2 separate regions of the Oryza sativa genome follow, and region 1 is linked to region 2. Evidence: chromatin contacts called from public HiCAR-type data. All regions are on one chromosome and are shown on one strand. The core of a region is the stretch at or near the end of the contact, and the rest is flanking DNA. Distances in the headings are between cores, read along the strand shown. Region 1 holds the start of LOC4342543 (probable ribose-5-phosphate isomerase 3, chloroplastic). Region 2 holds the start of LOC107275870 (small ribosomal subunit protein uS13z/uS13y/uS13x).

Evidence for each region. HiCAR-type assays count read pairs that join an accessible place to other places.
Region 1: a HiCAR-type map of leaf shows a contact between it and region 2, with 2.9 times the contacts expected there. The contact joins the promoter of LOC4342543 here to the promoter of LOC107275870 in region 2. A contact is called at or near these places in 4 of 15 Hi-C or Micro-C datasets (leaf and seedling) and 1 of 4 datasets of contacts at active chromatin or transcription factors (leaf).

Annotation. Positions count from the first base shown.
Region 1 is chr7:4,128,430-4,134,665 of ASM3414082v1, forward strand. LOC4342543 (probable ribose-5-phosphate isomerase 3, chloroplastic) reads right to left here and starts at 2,108. Exons shown (of 2, transcript XM_015792509.3): 1 at 1,605-2,108; 2 at 1-550. The coding sequence starts at 2,009. The coding sequence ends at 113. It overlaps LOC9266277, which reads right to left. Exons shown (of 3, transcript XM_066312257.1): 2 at 5,912-5,981; 3 at 4,885-5,138. The coding sequence ends at 5,133.
Region 2 is chr7:3,939,624-3,945,605 of ASM3414082v1, forward strand. LOC107275870 (small ribosomal subunit protein uS13z/uS13y/uS13x) reads left to right here and starts at 4,135. Exons shown (of 3, transcript XM_015790661.3): 1 at 4,135-4,301; 2 at 5,346-5,534; 3 at 5,957-5,982. The coding sequence starts at 4,150. It also overlaps LOC107277788.

The sequences.
Region 1 (6,236 bases), core at 858-3,357, 190 kb after region 2:
TATTCAATTATTATTAGTGAAGCATCTTATTGCCTGCTTTTACACCCCAATAGCTTATACATCCCAACAAAAAATCGTAAATTCAACACCGGCAACAACAAAACCCCAAAACTCACTTTGTTTTGACACTGACGCCATCTGTTCCAGCGATGATCACCGAAGTCGCCATGTCCAGGAACAGCCCATGCTCAACGACGCCTTCCAAAGCTGAGATCTCCTTCCCTGCTGCCAACGCATCCTTGATCGGCGTCTTGAAGTATAAATCAACGATGTAGTTTGAGTTGTCGGTAACGTAGGGTTTGCCGCCTTCATCCAATCTCAGCTTCGCCTCGCATCCTTCATCGTTAAACAGATCCTGCAATCTCACTTGGTTGTACTTCCAGCAGAACTGCACAACCTCCACAGGCATGGCTAGACCACTCCCTCCTAAGCCGGTAACTAGCTTTGTCTCGTCAACAACAACGATGAACTTGTCTGATGCTGCCTCAACCATCTTCTCCCGGAGAAGGGCACCACCTCTCCCTTTCACAAGGTTAAGGTCTGGATCGACCTGTTTTGATACCAAAATGGAGGTATTCAGGTAGGTAGCTATAAAATGGTGACTTGGGAGAAAAGCAGGGACGAGGATACCAAATCATAGACAATAAAATTACATAATATTTGACCATAGAGCAGCTGTTTGCATGTCATGGCTTGATCCTGCTAACTTTATCATCACTGTTAAAGCATTTTACAATAGAGATGTGTTGCTAAATGGCCTACTTTCAGATACAAAGCTACACAGAGAAAAGGACAAGGACAAAAACAGATACTCCCGAATTACTACGGCTAATCTGCATAATAAGAAGGCAACACCAGCCACGAGTACCAAGAGTACAACGGTGCAATTTTTACACGGTTGACTAAGAGTTTAGTAGTGATTCTAGTGAAGTTCATGGCACTAACAGCGAGTAGTCACTGAGCTGACAGACAAGCTACCCTTTCCATTGGGCTGTTTTGCTGATCAGCTACTGGGCTGATCGGTATTGGCTGGGCAATTAACACATGATACTATTAGCTATTACAAACTTGAAAAAGGGATTTATTTGAAGTTTTAAAGGAACTTCTATACAGAAAGTTTTCTTTCAAAAATTGCACTGTTTAGATTGTTTTCTCCTTCATAGGAGTAGTATCTAAAATGTGACCTGCCAATTAGCTCCTTTACTACTCTTTAGCTAGAACCATATACAAGATTTGCATTTTTGTCCAACTTTATCCATAAAGCTACCATAGGACCATCACACATTCACACCTACAACTTTTTATCCAGAGAAAGAAAAACATTATCAAGGTTAAGTCCAAAAGAAAAGCCTCATTTTCTCTCCAAGTCTCCATGAACGGTGATTGCAGGACAATCATATAGGCTTAGCACATGGTAGAAAGTCAGACCTCCCCATGTTGAAAGCAATGCAAGCCTGAATTCCTTTTTTTCACTCGGAATGGAACTGAACTGAACTAATCCAAGAAAACTGAATTTTTTTGTCCCTCAATGGATTGAGGAAAACAGTTGAGGACTCATGATGATGTAAAAGGAAGGAAGGAGAGGGGGTGGTGGCGAGGCGGACCTCGTCGGCGCCGTCGATGGCGAGGTCGATGCGGGGGTGGTCGTCGAGGGTGGAGAGCGGGATGCCGAGCGACTGCGCCTGCTCGAACGTGCGCTTGGAGGTGGGCACCCCGACGATGCCGCTCAGCTTCCCGGACGCCAGCAGCGCCCCGATCTCCGCGACGGCGAAGGCCGCCGTCGACCCGGTCCCCAGCCCCAGCACCATCCCGCTCTCCACCTGCTCCACCGCGCGCACCGCCGCCAGCCTCTTCAGGTCGTCCTGCGTCAGCGCCGCCGCCGCCGCCGAAGCCGGCGCCGACTGCGCCCTGATGACCCCGGACAGGCGCCTGCTCCGGCGCGAGCCGCCGCCGCAGCGCGCGGCGGATGCGGCCGGGTGGAAGCGGACGGAGACGGTGGCGGCGGCCATGGGAGAAGGCGGTGGTGGTTCTTGGGAGGTCGATGAGGCGTGTGAGGTGGAGTGGAGATGGAGGAGATGGGGGGTTGGTGGTGGAAGGAAGAAGAAGATGGAGATGGAGATGGAGATGGTGATCAAAGAAAGAGGGGTTGGTGGTGACTTGGAAGGCTAGGGGTTTTTCTAACTTTTTTTGTTGCAATTTTCTTTCTTATTCTTGTCAATAAGAAATGTTTTCGTGTTTAAATTACTGGTCATCTTAGGTTGGGTTCATTGTGAGCATAGGACAAAAACATCTATTTCGAGTTTTTATTGTACAAACAACTCGTGTGGATCTCGGTAATTTTGTGCGACAGAAATAAGGGACACTTAAATGGTTACTAAGGTCGTATTTAATGTCCTATTTTTATTGAATTATTAGAGTAAGCTCGTACGAAATATAAATTCCATTATGTGATAAAAAACACCCCTTTTTATAGCCGATGTCCTTATTGGATTACCTCCTTCTCTGGAAAGGTTCTTTTTTTCTTTCCATTTGTAAACTTTGTTTTCTCTCCATTTCTAGTAAAATTGGGCAATGATCTCTAACAGGCCCAGTGAAAATCAAGGTCATTCATTTTAACCGATGTGACACAACCAGATTTCTCTATTGTATACTAATAAATATAAATTTTGGGATTATCATTGGGAATTAATTGGAAAGGGAATGAAATAAGAACATGGTAAGCTGATCATTGGCCTACCGCCTACAGCTGATTAGCAAAAGATAAAACTTTTATATCTCCTTAGCAATTTAAAAGCTAATAATAGGAGGGGGTAATACACGGCCCTCGCATCGCCCTCGCGCGGCGGCTCGGGGGCGAAACCCTAGCCACCGCCGCCCCTCCTCCTCCCTCCTCCCTGCTTCGCCGCCACTGGAGCTCGTCGCCGGCAAAGCCGGGCGACGCGCTGGGATGGCGGCGGCGGGCCCATCTCCCTCGGCTCCATCTCGCCCCGGCGCGGGTGTGGCGACAATGGCGGCAGGACGACGAGGTCGCGGCGGCGGGACAGCGAGGTCGCGGCGACGGCGTGGTGGTGGAGCTCCCTGCGGCGATGGCGGCGCGGCGGTGGGGCTCTGCGCGGCTCCGTCGAGGGCGTCGCCAGATCCGGTCGCCTCGCCAGATCTGGCCGGGGTGACGACGGCGGCGTGGCGGCGGGTCTCGGCGCGGCCGGCGACGGTCTTGGTCGACGCCGGCGCCCTCGGACGTAGCAGCTCCGGCGCGGTTTCATCGGCGACGACAGAACCAGGTTGGCGGCGGCTCTCCGGTTGGCGGCGGCTCGTCCGGTTGTCCAGTGGTGCTCTCGCGGAGCGCGCTCTGGCGCCGGCTGCCGCGTGGTCCTGGCCGGGCTGCCGGCCTACTGCGGCTTTTGCCGGCGACGGGGAAGGCGCCTCCATCTCCCTCCCTTCTAGTCCTCCAGATCCGGTTCTCCCCTTCTTCAGTAGTTGTTCTTCCGGTGCTCTTTGACGGTGCGGCGGCCGCTCCCCTCTTCTTAGGTGCTCCTCCCTTCTTAGGCTAAGCTGCTTCCAGTCGATGCCAGGGAGTTCCGTGGTTCGGTAGGGGTGGCGTGCGGAGTTGTTTCGGCATCCTGTTCGCTGGTCGTCGGCCGCGCCGTTGGTTTCCTGCAGTTGGGTTCCTGGGTGTGAGGTGGTCTCTGGTCGAGCTGCAGGGTTGGCTGTTGAGGTGGAGTCGGAGCTGCTTGTCTTGCAAGCTCGGCAACGATGACCCTCAACGAACGTCCCGGCAACGCGACGAGGGTTTTGAGGTGGAGCAGTTTGAGAGAGCCTTGGGTGAAAACCTTGCCTAGTGCTATCCTAGGTTGATGATATCGATGCTTGCGGGTGCCGTTTCCTCCTTGGAGGTATCGTCATGTTGGTTCTCTCTTCCTTCAGGTGAAAACCGGGTTCCTTTCTGAACGGGTGTTGACAGCATCTTTGATGTTGTTTCCTTGTTGAAGGCTTCGCTTAGAAGGTTTCTGCTCCACTAGAGGATGTTTGGTGGTTCTGGAGACCTCGTCATTATGTTGTCGAAGCTGCTTGCCTTTTGGTAAGCTCGGTAACGACGACTTCTGTGAGGTCTCATTAGTTGTTTCTTTTCTTTTCTGTATTGGTTTTTGCCGGTTTCCCGTTTAATTAACCGTGCTTGTTTGGTTTTCGGGCCCGGTTTCCCTTATTAACTGGGTCAATTCTCTTCTTCTATAAATTCCGGCAGGAGATTCTCCTGCCGTCGGTTCCTTGAAAAAAAAAGCTAATAATAGAACAGTAAACCACGATGAAAGACAAACGATGGGAGGCATTATTTTTCTAGTGGGGATTGTCTGCAGTACTGCTGATGCAGTAGCAGACACTTACGTGTGGGACCGGGACCACATATCAGCCATTGCTACTACAAGCAGTACTACAGAGGATGTGCATCCTTATTTTTCGGCTTTATAAAATCGTAAGGTATACCTCAAAACACCATATGGTTTCGAGAGTCATGTGTCAAATTTACATGAAGAATGTTAGTACATCAGGAAAAGACATGTAATCTTATCTATGCTGGGCATTTCTGTTGGGTACACCATTTTGCATTGCCTGCATCTTTGATTTCTTTTTGTTTTACAAAAATACAAGTCAATGTTCAGGTAGCTGTTTTCTTTTCTTTCTTCTTTTTCTTTAAGCGAAGGGTCAAGACTCCAAGCAGGATAGTTGGCTCCTGGTCCTGATTATTTTGACCTCTTCTTGATCTATCAGCATAGCAGCCTAGTGTTGGACTAATTGAAAGCGTACATTCGCTTTTACGCTTTCTTCAGTCAACAAACGCAGCAAAAGGCACCAGGATATCAGGGAGACAGTTACCAACCTAAAACATGGAAAACAAAACAGATGGACCTCCTAATTTCATGGCTGATAAGAAACTAGTACTCCACTATGTTATAATCCTCACAGTTAATACACCATTTTTTCTGGATTCATCAAAAAGCATTTGTGGGATAACTGAAGTTGCAGAGGGTAAGTTTCTAGGTTGGCTACAGAAGTAAACACAGAGACTGAGCTTCCTGCTCTTGTGCTTGATGCAAAATGAAGTTGCAGCGAACGTCCTTCCCAGCTCAAGTCTTTCAGGTCTGGCCAATGAAAAAGAACAACATCACTATTAGTAAACTAGTAATTACAAAAAAAAAAGTGATATAGCTGGCTATGCATATAATGCAAATGCTCATATGATCCTTGTTGCACCATTTTTTACAATTTCCTTTCGAATTTCCATAATGAAAGTTGCAATCTACCAGATGAAGAGAACTACAAAGTACAAACACGAAGAAAAAGTGACAATTCCGGTTTCAGGTTTCAGCAAAACTTATGTTACTGGAACCAATTCCAGGTTCGGTCGGTAACAATAGATTCACAAAAGGAGTAGCATTTGAGTAGTAGAAAGAATGATCCAATGTTTCAGGGGCACACACACACAAAAAAAAAAAAAAACCAGCAGCACCCAGCTAGTAACATCAATTAAAATGAATTAATGTATTCAGACTGTGGCTTTTGAATTGCGGTAAATACCCATATATTTCTCTGTATCTAACTGAAGGATTAATAATACACTACTACAGTGGCAGATCCATGCATATCCTGTGGGGTCGTCTGACCCCACAGGTTTTTGAAAAACCCCTTTAAAAACCTCGATTTTTATGTATAAATCCAGAGAACTTAGAAAAATGATCCCACTTAAATATAAACTGGTATTAATCGACCACAGGGTTAAATTCTTGGCTCCGCCACTGCACTACTAGCAAGCTTGTCTCTGACTCAAGAAAAGATCACCGATATATAGATGAAAATGATTCTACTAATGCTTATAACATTAGAAGCGACAAAGAGGATGAGAAGAAAAACTGACCCCATATCGGTACTTCCGCATCGCCCACCATTCAGGCTCTGACTCGGAACAAAATATCAGCCCTTTGTTCCTACATATTAATCAAAAGCTAAGCAAATATAGAAGAAAAGATTTAACAAAGGATCAAGAACCATGTAAAACCAACATGCTGATAATAATTAGTAAATTTTTTAGGGAACAATTAGTAAAATTTAAATTGATACATCACTAGGTACAAAACAGCAATACAATGAAAGAGCATGTGAGGTTCAAAGACTAACCGAAAATGAACTTAGAAGTGCAGATTTCGTATTTCATAGTACCCTGAATGAAAATCACATTAGGC
Region 2 (5,982 bases), core at 2,885-5,384:
TAAAATAAAAAATGCAAGAGAGAAAAAAATAGAAACGGCGAAACAAAATCTGATTTCTAACCAGTATATATCTCTTCTCTATCTCTAATTTAACTATTTAAAAAGAGAAAATGCATGAGAAAATAAAAACGGTTAAAATAACGTGTGAGGCAAAAGTCAAAAAAAAGCGCAAAAGCACGCTAAAAATGTTCTCTATCATCAATAAAAAAATAAAAAGAAGCGCGAGAAAAATTATTTCCATTGTCGATAAAAATAAAAAGACGCGCGAGGAAAAAACTATCGAAAAAACACGCCATTTCTAAAAAAATGGTTTTTAAAAACCGTGCAAGAAAAAAACACCGTCTATTAAAAAAATCGCCCTGAAAAAACTGTCAGAAAAAAGCTAAAGTGATGGACGCTTCAGTCGGATAGGATCCATCGATTTTTTGCCATCTACTACATGGCTTTATTTTGTCATATATTCTCCTGTAATGCAAAAAAGCAAAAAAGAACCATCGAAAAAAACAAGCAAAAAAACGTGCCAGAAAACAAGAAAAAAAACACACGAGAAAAGAAAAGCAAAAAAAAGGGAGAAAAATATGGTTTTCTTCATAAGTAAAAAAAGCAAAAAAAAACATGGTAGGAAAAAACTGTTTAAAAGAAATGTGCCATTTCTGAAAAATGGTTTGAGAAAATCACGCAAGAAAAAAATACTGTTTGTAAAAAAACAAGCCGCTCATTAAAATAGAAACATTGTCATTAACATGATTATGCATGAAAAACATATATTATTATTAGAATTTTTTTACCCGTTGCAACGCACGGACATTTTTGCTAGTATATATATATATTAATAAATCTAGACATATATGTGCGTCTAGATTCATTAACATTTATATGAATGTGGACAACGCTAGAAAATTTTATAACTTGAAACGGAGGTAGTAGGTTAGTATTGACCCCGTTGACTATTTATCCTGCTTCGCCCCTGGCTACACGTCCATTTTCTAGTCTCTCTTGTCACCTAACAAAACTCATATCGCCGGCTGACATAGCTCTGAGGTGGCGCTCCTACCGGCTGACATACTTCTACTATACTTGCTCTAATAGGCTGATTTAGGAAGGCTCCAAAAATATTATATCATTATACTTCTACTATACTTGCTCTAATATACTGATTTAGGAGGAATCCAAAAATATTATATCATTATATAGGAGAGAAAAAAAAGAGATAAGCGGTAGCACTTCTTCCACGCATGCTGAGTTGGTGATTGTTCAAATGGCCACAGAAAAGCAAAGTTTGGATAATGTATACCATTTGTATGGAATCTATATTCTCCCTCAGATTCTCAGTAGGTGCAGCAGTTCCACCCTGGAACCTGCTCTTACGTACAAGCATTCTATATGAATGGATTCGAATCGGGGATGGATGCAGAGCCTATATGAGTATGCCGTGCTCCCGTATGTTCCTCCCAGATCCTATTTCATTTTCCTATATACTCGCTCCGTCCGTCGGCGAGCCGACCGTCGTTCTCCGCACCTTAACCCCCGACGGTTCCGGACTTCCGGTGCTCTCCTCCTCACCTCCGCAGTCCGCACATCGCACGCCTCCAGTGCGACCTGGGCCATGGAGGTCCCCTCCGGGGAAGTTGCCTCATCTGCTTCATCTGCTACAGCGTCCCTTCCACAATCTGCTCCAGCCGCTGCAACACAGCCGCCAACAGAGGTTCGCCAGCTTCTTATCCTTTTGAACAGAATGATTCATTCTGGGAAAAAAAAAGGGACTCTGTTCAGTCATTCGCTCATTGTGCTGGCGATTTTGGGGAAAAAATGGCTTACTATTTTTTTTCATAGCATCATACACGTGTATGATTCATCTCTACTGTGTCACTAATCAAATTGGAAATGTCAATTGATCAATTCAGGGATCTTTTAGCCGGGAAGTGTTTCTGTTCACCACTTCAGGCGGCATCTTCTTCGTGCTTGCGGCACTCACCAAAGTCATCACCAACGGCTGGCCACCGGTCGCCAGGACTCTCTTCGCCCTTTTCACCGTGTGTGTGGTGATTTTCCTAGCAGCAGGTTCGGTTGCAACCACTACCATGTCAGACCGTCCTAAACTGCATTTCCTGGCGAAAGTTGCAGCGAGAGTTTCCCTAATTATAGCTATCATGATACTAGAGATCCCATTTATTCAGATGGCTACGGGATTGTCAGCTCTTGTGTTCGCGCCAATACTCATGATAGCTACGCTCATTATATTGGGGTATATATGGTGGTGGAGCGAGCCTGACATCGTGTGCGCCTGTTTTTGCCGGATCTGCCGTAGCCGCGGTCAGGTTCAGGTTAATCCTGAGCCCGCTGAGGACAATGTGTGAAGTACTGAAGAAATCAAACTTCAGGTTTGTTAGTACGTTCCCTATCAAAATGTAATTAGAGGTGTAAAAGTGTTGGGTTTTTGTTTATCTTCATCGAGATTGTGATTCACTTCCGAGAGTCTCTGCGCCCAACAGGTCTTCTGCCTGCAAAACACTTCAAAGTTTTCTTCTTCCTTTGTCTTTGGGGACTCTAGAACCATCGGTATGATGTAGTTTCTAGGGGTGCATCACCTTCAATTGATAACCTTATCGCAAAATGTAAAGAAGATGCAGCCCTGTGGGCAGAAAGATTGAGCCACGCTGACAGGGCTGTTGTAGAGTCTTGGAAACTCATTTTATCATCCTCCCCTCACTCTAATGTAACTTAAGCTGCTGTACTGTTCCAATATTTTAATGAAAATTCAGGTGGGGAAGCTCCCCCGGTGACCAGTCTTAAAAAAAAAAACTTCCGAGAGTCTCTGTAATTGGAGTCTTGGACCATGCAGAAGATTGAATTAATTAAAATTCAGATTGTGAATTCATTTCTGAATCTGTTCTTGAATCATGGCAGAAGACTGAATAATTAAAGTGGTTGGCATCGCCATATTGGTGCATTATACTCCGTGCAAGGAGGAAGAGGGGGCGCACGATGACTGCGGTTCGACCGCGTCGTCCCATCCCTCTCCCGCGAGGGACAACACCCCGTCACCGTTGGCGTCCAGCGCCTCGAAGCGCGCGTCGACGCTGCGGCCGAAGGCGTCGTCGTCCGCCACGAAGCCGCGCACCGTCGACTCGTCCAGGTCCAGGATCACCACGCTCATGGCGGTCGATCGATCGAGCTGCTGCTGCTTGCTGATGTTGGTCGTTGGAGTGGGAGGGAGTATGTAACACCCCGCTCGCCGGCGTCGAGGATTCGGCCGCCGCGAGCCGCCGGATGGTGTGAACGCGAGAGAGAATTGGGGATAGTTTGTCACTTTGTCTCCTCTGTTTTTGTTCTTAGATAATCGACAGTTTACAACTCGACTCCTCATAATTTAAACCCTCTCATCCAGGCCCACATGACAGGCACTGAACACACACACGCACTATGATTACATAAATACGTTTCCACCCAACGAAGACGCCTTCGTTCACCCCGCCTTCGCTGAGTCATCCAGGTCCTCTGCTTCCTCTGTCACCAGTGGTGCCGCCACATATACATCATCCGGTGACACCCACCGGTGTGACACTGCCGCCCCCATGAGAAAACGAGCGCGCAGTACTGAATAATCCTCCCAGGTTGCACACTCAGCAGGTAATTCACCCCAACGAATCAACACCTGGGTTAAAGCAGCATTACCCTTCTTAACAAGACGGCGATCCAGGATCTCCGATGGCTCCAACGCCGAGATATCCAGCTGGACAGTGGTAGGTAACTCAGCAAAAACCGGAATGTGAGAAGGAACAAAAGGTTTCAACTGAGAGACATGAAAGACCAGATGAATAAGACTGCCATCTGGAAGTTTCAGACGATATGCTATTATGCTATTGATCCCACTTCACTGATAATCTCAAAGGGCCCAAAATACTTGAAGGCTAACTTGGGATAGGAAAACAGAATCGCCCACAGCAAACTCCCGAAAAGAATGTTTCTCATCTGCATATTGTTAGCCAACTGATGCTGTAGCATATCTGAAAACAGCTGCCTATCCTCCAAGACAGTCTGAACCCCAGCATCATCAACAGGAATATCACCAGGAACCAGCTCAGGAATAAATGCATATCTGGGGTCCATACCAAACAAAGCCTTATACGGTGTGCAATTCAAGGATGAATGGGGGAGGATTTCCAGCACATCCTGCGTCTGCTGAACACCAACGTGGATGGGAAGCAGAAGATCATGTTCGCGCTCACCTCCATCAAGGGTATCGGCCGCCGCTTCTCCAACATTGCCTGCAAGAAGGCCGACATCGACATGAACAAGCGGTGAGCAAAAACCTTCTCGCCTCACGCTCCCCACCCCCCCCCCCCCCAACCCCTCCTCTGATCTGGGTGTTCGTTTGTGCTGTTGGTGATGTTCTGGAATGATGTGTAGGTATAACGAATGGTTATTGGTGTTATCGGGCTAATTTCTTACAATCAGGGAAAACTAGATAATTTGAGCATCTTTCGGTTTGTAGTTGTACACGTTGAATCCAAAGTTGTGTGGTTGTTTCGTTAGTTCTACTGTGATGTTAGGTGGATGGATCTTGTACTGAGTTATTTTGTTTGGTAGTGATTAGGACGAGTAGGGTTTACTGACTGGTGCCTTAATTTCTTTGTGGTGGATTAAGTGATAATATGAGAAATTTTCTGCGCGTTACTATGCTGCAAAGCTGATTATTGACTGTCTGCAAACTGAGTTAAGATTGCTTGGAGCTTTTAGAATTTATTTAATAGCATGACCTTTGTAATTGTAAGTTATGGATGTATTTTTTTTTCCAACTTGACTCGGGATTCGAACGCCTGCTAATTTTGATGTGTTTATCAATTGGCGATGATGTTGATGGCAGGGCTGATCTTTTGGCTCCAGTTAATTGCCTAATACTGTCTTTATTTCTGCCGTAATGTCACGAGGTGTCAGTGTGTTGCAACTAGTTTCAGTTCAGTTGAATTTATGTTCTATTTGGCTTACTAGGCCAGGACCCTGGAGTTGCCCGTCACTACTTAGCAGTCTATATGATTAGTTGATCTTTTCTGGGACGTCATTAATTTTGGGCTACCAAGATGATCAGTCTATTTTTTATGCTCATTTGGAACCTGAAGGGCTTAATTAGATAAAAATGTGTTATAATTATCACAGCTATATTTTATTTGGTATTAGTTGTTTCATGCAGTTTGGCTAATCTGATACGCCATACTGTACTTTGCTTATGCTTAGTTAATCCGAGATGACTTTGTAACCAAAACATAAGATGGTGATGATTTTGTGCAAAACCAAAGGACTTTTATTTTACTAGTGAGAAAGCTAACAATTATGTTTCTCTGTAGGGCTGGTGAACTCACTCCTGAGGAGCTTGAGCGCCTCATGACTGTGGTGGCAAACCCTCGCCAGTTCAAGGTCCCTGACTGGTTTCTGAACAGGAAGAAGGACTACAAGGATGGGAGGTTCTCCCAGGTTGTTTCTAACGCCCTGGACATGAAGCTCAGGGATGACCTTGAGAGGCTGAAGAAGATCAGGTTTGGTTCTGCTCGCTTACCACATTTTTGTAGCTTTGTAACTTGCATGTGTGAGGTGCTGTACATATACCTTTCATGCTTTTGTTGGATTGATAGAAATTTTAGCTAAATTTGTTCTGTTTCAATGAGATGTTTATGGCATCAACAACTGGTCATGGGAATTTGGGAATAATTCATTGTTGGTTAATTTGTGTTCTGATGAAATTTCTACCTAAATATGAACTGTTCATGCCTTCGGTTATTCACACAGTTTAAATAATTCATTTGTATTATGATGAATCTAGTGGAGTGAACTCAGTTTAAATCATATTCTTTTTTGTGTCGAGGCTTTGGACTGCTAACTTCTTTGGGCTAATTAATTGCATTCTCAGAGTTGAACAAATTGCTCTTTGATTTCATTTGAACTACCTTTTGTAATTCAGGAACCACCGTGGTCTCCGTCACTACT